2 separate regions of the Rattus norvegicus genome follow, and region 2 is linked to region 1. The links are chromatin contacts, called in public Hi-C maps. All regions are on one chromosome and are shown on one strand. Each heading gives the region's core, a stretch centred on a gene start, on an enhancer-like site or on the middle of the called end of the contact. The rest is flanking DNA. Distances are from core to core; before and after follow the strand shown.

Region 1 (3,608 bases), core at 377-2,876:
AGTCTAAAATATTTGATCCTTAATGTAAATACATGTGGCGCCCACTGCTTATATGTTTGCTCTTCTTTTCTTGGGGACTGCCTACCAACAGGTCGAAGGCGGATCATCAGGGGACACAGAATTTGAAGTGAGCATCGACCCTAATGAAATACTGATAACCAGGGCAGAGTGCGGGAGTTCCTGCTTTAAATATGAGATTATTAAACTGCATAAGGTCATTTCTTCCTGCAAGGACACAGCTCTGGTTAAGTGGCTGACGCTCCGAATCATACAGGGCCAGTGCTAAGATATGTCACTAAAAGAGCTCTTTTCTTTCCTTTTTAAGTTGAAAGGTTTTCTTTTTCTTTTTCGTGTGTGTGTGTGTGTGTGTGTGTGTGTGTGTGAGAGAGAGAGAGAGAGAGAGAGAGAGAGAGAGAGAGAGAGAGAGAGAAAGAGAGAGAGAAAGAGAGAAAGAGAAAATAGAAGTTCTGAGTTGCGTTGAACACCCTCTGAACAGAAAGTTTCTGACGGGCCAAAAAAAGCAGCACTGAGCTGCACTGTGGCTTTTTGAGCTGTCTCTGAGGAGACCACTGTCTTCCATGCCTTCCAGGGCTGGATTTTAATCAGAACTCCCAAGGAGGTGGCTCCAAGCAAAGCTAAGGCCGCAGGAGCCCGAGTGCCTCCATGCTACCTGAGCACAAGACCCAATGAAAGAAAGCAGAATCTCCAGAAAAACTTCTCACTTCCTGCAGCTGGTGAGGGAGGCTGGACTGGCTTCACTTATGTTTTCAGACAAGCTATAAACACAACCTTCCAGTCTGCTAACACGGGCTTAGGGGGTCGGGGAGGGAAACTTCAGGAAGGCTTTCTGTGTCCCGCTTTTTTTTTTTAATTTCCTCTGAGCAGATAACGGTACCAAACGCCGTCCACTTCCTAGAGTCCTCATGTATGGCATAGTTCCTCTTTCCAGAACGTGGGGACCAAACGGAAAGCAAAAGAACAAGTCGAAGCAAAATTATCCCATCACTTCATCTCATGGCTTCTCGTTGTTATTTTAAAGCCGGATCCCTCTTTGTTATCACACACACACACACACACACACACACACACACACACACACACACACGCACGCACGCACACGCGCGCGCACACACGGCGGGGGAGGAGGGGGAACAGGAAGGTGAAACAGCGTCCTAAGATAACTTATTTCTCCCCGCCTCCCAGAGACCATTAGGATTCCATACACCATCTCCCGATGCAAGGCTTTAGTTCTGCTTAGAAGCTAAATCATTTCAAGGCAAGTGAGGAGAAGCCCCCAAGCTGAGAACTGAGAGGCAGGGCAAAGCGGAGCGCACCTAGATGTTTGCATTTACACAAAGAAATTATCCGGATGATTAATGGGAGCCTCTGACGGGCAGCGGGGTCGCGGGGTGGCCTCCATACCTGGGACATCTGGGGTCTCAGGTTGATCTCCTTCAGATTGATGGAGTGTGGCCGCAGGTTGTTGAGCAGCTGGCAGAGCAGGACTCCATCGCGGAGGGTCTGCGCCAGGTCGAACACCTGCGCCGAGTCCCAGGTCACCCGGTGGTTGGCGGGCAGCACTTTGCAGTGGATGAGCCACTGAGCGCACTGCTTCCACGGCTCCATGTCCGACGGCTCCGGGAACCGGCCCGGCCGGGGCGGGCGGTGACTCCGAGGTGGCTGCCGCGAAGCGTCAGCGCCCCGCCGGGAGTCTCTCTGCCTTTCTGGTGAGGGCGCCGCAGTCCGCAGCTCCGGGACGCGGCGTAGAACTCGCCTCGGGTCCCCGCCCGGATGCGCCGCGGCCCGGCCGCCGCTGCAGCAGCGAGTGCCGCGCGCTCTCGGTGCGCCCCGGCTGGCTCGGCTGAGCACTGGCTTCCGACTCGCTAGCCTGGCGCCCCGCGACTGAGCATGCCCAGCGCGCCTGGCCGGTCTGTGCGGTCCGCGAGTCCCGGGAGGCGCGGGTGCGAGCGTGCCCGCCGCCCTGGCTGGGGGTCGGGGACTGAGGGCGGGGCGGCTGGGGGAGGAGCAGGCCAAGTTGGGGCGGCGGCCACAAAGGGGATCCCGGCGCCCCCGCCCGTCCGTGAACCCTCAGATGCGCGGGGCTTGCACAACCCCGGGGCGTCCAGGGATTAGCCCAACGGCGCGGCTTCCTAGGAAGTGTGGCTGAACACTGAGATTCGCAGGGGTGTCCCCCAGGACACCCTAAACAATGAATGTGATTTAAATTAAGAGGGTCTCAGAAGAGCCGCGGCTTAACTGGGACACAGGGAGCCTGGAGAAATAAGATGTGTGCACCCCGCGGCATCTGGAGAACGCAGCGTGGAAAGTTTGTGATCGGCCCCTGGATCCGCCTCCTCCAGGTCCATCCTCACCCCCTTCCTCCAAGTTAGTTTGTTCTGAGGATGTTTTGACACCTTGAAAGTGAGTGACGTGGGGACAGTTGCAGCTTCAGCCTATGTGGAGGGAAAGAGTTGGGTTTTGCGTACCTCCCAGTCTAGGAACTGTTCACTAAAGCAGTCCTGCACCTTTTGCTGATCCTCAAAAACCTGCCTGAGAAAAAAACAGGCCAGTGACACCGAGGCAAGAGCGCGCATGCGTCGGAGGCTTGCCACCAGGTTTGAGCTCAAATCGCTTCAGCACTGGGTCAGCATATTTGGAGAACCCTGGGGAAAATTGGAAAGTGCACCCCCTACATCAACTCTGTCACAATGAGGCAAGGCACTCCCTGTTTGTTTTGTTCCCGGTGCCCTACAAAGCCGAAAAGGGCGCTTAAGCTATTTGTAGCAATATATTACTACACTGAACCCTGACAGCTCCCTGTAAATGCCCCCTCTTCGCTACATTTTTAAAATATGAAATCCAGTTTGGTGGGATTTTATATCTTGTGTTGTTGTTTCCTTAGATATTTGTAGCTCAAAATTTCCATTGTGGATCATATCGATTTAATAAAAAGAACGAAACGTAACTTTTAGAAAGTACATGGTCTGTTGGGACAGAGGTTGGGTTCTTCTACGCGTGACAAAGGCAAGCATAGCCTGCTCTGTACACAGCCCGCCTTAAACAATAAATCAGCCTGAGGATTTCCTTTCCTCGCTTGCATCCGTCCCCAGTAACTTCCTCTGTGCTCACTGTGGAGTCCATCAATAGCACAATGTTTCCTAGACCATAATAGGTTTGAAAGCTTGAAACTATAGGAGGATCAATCCTCAGCAATACCGCATCACCAAAACTGTAAAGTGCATCATAGGCAGAGAGACCACCAACAGCAATGTTGCAATGAAACAGAACATTATAATCACAAATTGTAGTAACATTTATTTAAAACATACATACATTTGCTTTCTGAATTTAAATGTGATATTTTCAGTTGGCTGTTGACTGCCACTTTACTAAAAACTCAGAATGCAAAACCATCCAAAAGAGGCAAGTACTATAAGCCGCATTACACATTATAGATCTTTACAAACAAAATGCACATGGAATTCCATTTAAAACATGGTCCTGCATAAAGAGAAGAGTGCTGGAACGGAAGGAAGACAGTAAAGGAAAGGCAAAGACTAACTATGCACTACATTTCAAATAGCATCAGATCGCCCCTGAATACTGTA
Region 2 (3,608 bases), core at 660-3,159, 140 kb before region 1:
AGCGCCGCCTTCTAAAGGTTCTCCTGTCTCAGCATCACTACAATGAAGAACAAGCCTCTGGTAAATGAGCCTCCGGGAAGTGAGTCTTATGAAAAGTTACAGGTTTCTAACTACAACTCTACCTCACAAAGCAGCCACAGCTCCGGGCCTCACCAGTAAGTCAACCGGGCCAAGTCTCATCTATCACAAGTCTTAAGGACGGGGTTGGGGATTTAGCTCAGTGGTAGAGCGCTTGCCTAGCAAGCCCTGGGTTCGGTCCCCAGCTCCAAAAACAAAGAAAAGAAGAGAAAAAAAAAACAAGTCTTAAGGAATCTGTTCTTTTAAAAGCAAGACATGAATCCGCGTGTATCCATATTTCACACACTGATGTATGTGATTACAGAGTCTTATAGTGGAAATGGTCTAGTTTTTCTGCCACAGTGTTTGAATACAGGATTGTCCCAATACACAATGACCACCAACTTTCTGGGCTCCGACTGCCTTTTTAAAATGTCTAATTATTTGGGACCAACAGAAGGGTTAAATATCTTCAGTGGAACACCATATGTGACAGGCATTTATAAAGCTTTTAATATAAAGGCACAGGGACACATACCTGTAATCATGCTACTCAGGAAGCTGGGGAGAAATGTCACCACAAGCTCCAGGTCACCCTCTAACTATATATATAAAAAAAAACCCTATCTTTTAAAAAATAAGAAATGCTTTAAAAATAGTTAAAATTAATTAGTTATTTCTACTCTTTGGTTATCCTCTAATTTTTTACCTTAGTTCTCAGGCAATAACAATGATATCATGAAGACAATTTTTTTAAGTTCTATGTTTTTTTTTAACATCTCAGATACTAAAGTATCTGTCTCCCCTGTTGCTACAGGATACATCACTAATAGTCCTCCGGAAATTGATTTCAGCATAACTCACTGGAAAGACTCCTCCACCCACCAAAAGGCTGCGTGGACTCGATTACATTGTGTTCATTAGAGCCTGGTGAATCCCTAAGTCACAGCAGTTCTTAGAACATTGTCATTTTTCACAGCCTAATGAAAACTCTGGAGAGAACACAACCTACGAGACAACCGGGTGGAGTGGCCAGTCAGTTTATGTTTTAAGATGTAGGTTTTAGTTTTGTTTTATGTGTGTATACACATGAGTATAGGCCATGTGTGCATGGGTGTGCACTGAGATTAGCAGAGGGCATCACATCCCCTCCAGCTGCGGTTAAGGACAGTTGTGAGCTATTCAGCTATTTCGGGTTCTGGGACCGAAACTCGGACCTTCGGAAAGAGCAGCAAGCACTCTGCCGAAAGCTGCCGAGTCATCACTCCAGCATTCACCCTAGGTCCTGCCCTCTGAAACATGTTCAAGAAGGCCTTTGGCCTTCCTGCCGCTTGCAGAGGAGGAAACAAACATAAAGAAGGAAGAATATGCTCAGAGCTGACAGGGCTGAGGGCCCCCATCTCCCTGACCTCCCTCCTGATTCCCACCCTAAGGCTGCCTGTGCCTCCAATAAACAGGATATTCAAACACTGCACACAGTGACCCACTAGCAGCAGCAGCTATCCAGTAAGGCACGGTGCTATGCAATTTGAGTTTTGTTTCTATTCCTTGATGTAATGTTTGGTTATTGCTTTGAGACAGGATGCCACCGGGCCCAGCTTGACATTTAATATTATTTATATTAATACATTATCAGTCGCTGCTAATAAGTGCATATTAAATTTGTATTTAGCAAAAATATGTTTAATGAGATGTGCAAAAATGCTTTTCTAATCTTACAGTCAAGGAAATAGTTTTCAAACTTTCTTCTTGTTGTCATTTAAATGAAATTTGATCGGAAGTCAAGTACTGAGAGGCTACAGGAACTCAGCGAGCCATGCAGAGAGGAGATAGAAAGGCCAAGGTCCTGGGGCCTCGAGGGGGAACAGCCTCCCCCCCATTTCCTGAGCATGGCGCCTTGAAAACATGCCTTCATCCCATTACAGAAGCTCCGGATTTCTCACAAAGTTACCTTATTTCATATTCTATATGTCCAGCCCACTACCATGTGTCGGAAAAACCAATTAACTGTGAAACACTTCCTGATCCAGATTCTCTCAGCTTATGCCTTTTCAGGGTTTGGTGGTCACTCCTTTACCAAAAAAAAAAAGGGAAGAAAGAAAAGAAAAAATGAAAAAGACAAGAGAAAAAGCAAACATATCTGGTTCTGAAATAGAGAAAGAAGTAAAACAGAAGTATCAGGAAAAGAAACGTCTCCCACCCTTCCTCAGCTAATTTCTCCACGCTCGAGCTTCTCAGAATGTAACTGAGCGAAATGGAAACCAAGTCACCACAAACGTCCGGGGGCTGCCTGGCTAGAGCATAGAACGTGTAAATTGATTACTTTTCAGTAGTAATGACTCATTATCTTCAGCCTACAAGGGCAAAATTACACTTTAGAATATTTGGTAGAATTTCCCTTGCTGTTAAATTACTTTAACTGTGAGTAAAGCGGGGGATGTAATACTAACTCTCTCATGGGTTTTGTTTTGTCTTGTCTCGTTTGAGAAAGGGTTCCACTGAGTAGCCTGGGCTGTCCTGGAATTTGCTATGTAGACGATGCTGGCCACAAACTCACAGAGCTCTTTCTGTCTCTGCCCCTCTGCCCCCTGCCCTCCTGCCCCCTGCCACCTACCCCTTCCTCTCAGTGATGGGATTAATGGTGTGAGCCACCGTAACCAGGAACGAGGATTCAACAACCCTGATGTAACCACACGTGTAATGATGGCGGTGGATTTTAACTTGTAGTGCTCATCACCCCAAACGGAGCGGTTTTAAACCCATGGAAATCAACTCTTGGTGTCTAGGTGTCAAGATGATCGGTTCAAATCCAAGTACCTCTCTAAGAAAGATGATTTCCACATGAATGTTAATAGTTCCTTCTGGTCGTTTTCAAATGTTTCGTTTCAACTATGTAGACATTTGGAAACACGAAACTGGTGTTCCCCTCTGCCTCACAACTTATAGAACGAGAAGGATTTCACCAGACTCTACAGATGAATGAGACAAGGGGGAGAGAAACCATTACACGTGACCTTGAATTTCATACATTTAAAGAGCATCCCCTAGAGTTGTTCCACAGGCACAGCAACCTAATTCTTCAGAACTTTATACATTCCAACTCGCACAGTCTGACTGAGCTCTGAGATCACTCACAGTCCACAAATGCTTTCAGCCATTCCGCTTGGCTTCATGAGACTCTGACTGTCCTGGAACTCACTCTGTAGACCAGGCTGGCCTTGAACTCGTAGAGATCAGCCTGCCTCAGCCTCCCAAGTGCTGGAATCTAAGGTGTGCACCACTATGTCCAACCCAGCTATTTCTTTTGAGATGGTTCTTTAAGAAAGATAGAGGACACTTGCATGTTTTTTTTTCTCCTTCTTTTCTATTGAATGGAACATTGAACTCAGTTTTGAGAAGGAACGACAAGTCAGCAAATGCCATTGCTCCCTCTAAACTCACGCTCCTTGGAAAGTTACTAATCCAAACCAAGAACTGGGACTTAACAATTCACAGAAATACAATATTCAGATTATCCCAACAAATTTGGCTATTTTCACACTCATGACAAA

The links. A called contact is a pair of places that touch in the nucleus more often than the background predicts.
Region 2: a Hi-C map of liver shows a contact between it and region 1, with 6 times the contacts expected there. The contact joins the enhancer-like site here to the promoter of Vav3 in region 1. A contact is called at or near these places in 6 of 12 Hi-C or Micro-C datasets (kidney, liver, mammary epithelial cells and 1 more) and 1 of 1 datasets of contacts at active chromatin or transcription factors (oligodendrocytes).

Annotation. Positions count from the first base shown.
Region 1 is chr2:199,698,796-199,702,403 of GRCr8, reverse strand. Vav3 (vav guanine nucleotide exchange factor 3) reads right to left here and starts at 1,626. Exons shown (of 27, transcript NM_001191714.1): 1 at 1,423-1,626. The coding sequence starts at 1,626.
Region 2 is chr2:199,838,447-199,842,054 of GRCr8, reverse strand. The region is part of intron 2 of Vav3 (vav guanine nucleotide exchange factor 3); the gene reads right to left. Among named protein-coding and RNA genes, the nearest start is that of Vav3, 140 kb to the right of the region's middle. Within about 2 kb of position 1,909, at least 12 of the 93 cell types and tissues checked have an H3K27ac peak or open chromatin away from gene starts, as enhancers often do. A contact at or near this core is called in liver, where this site is marked.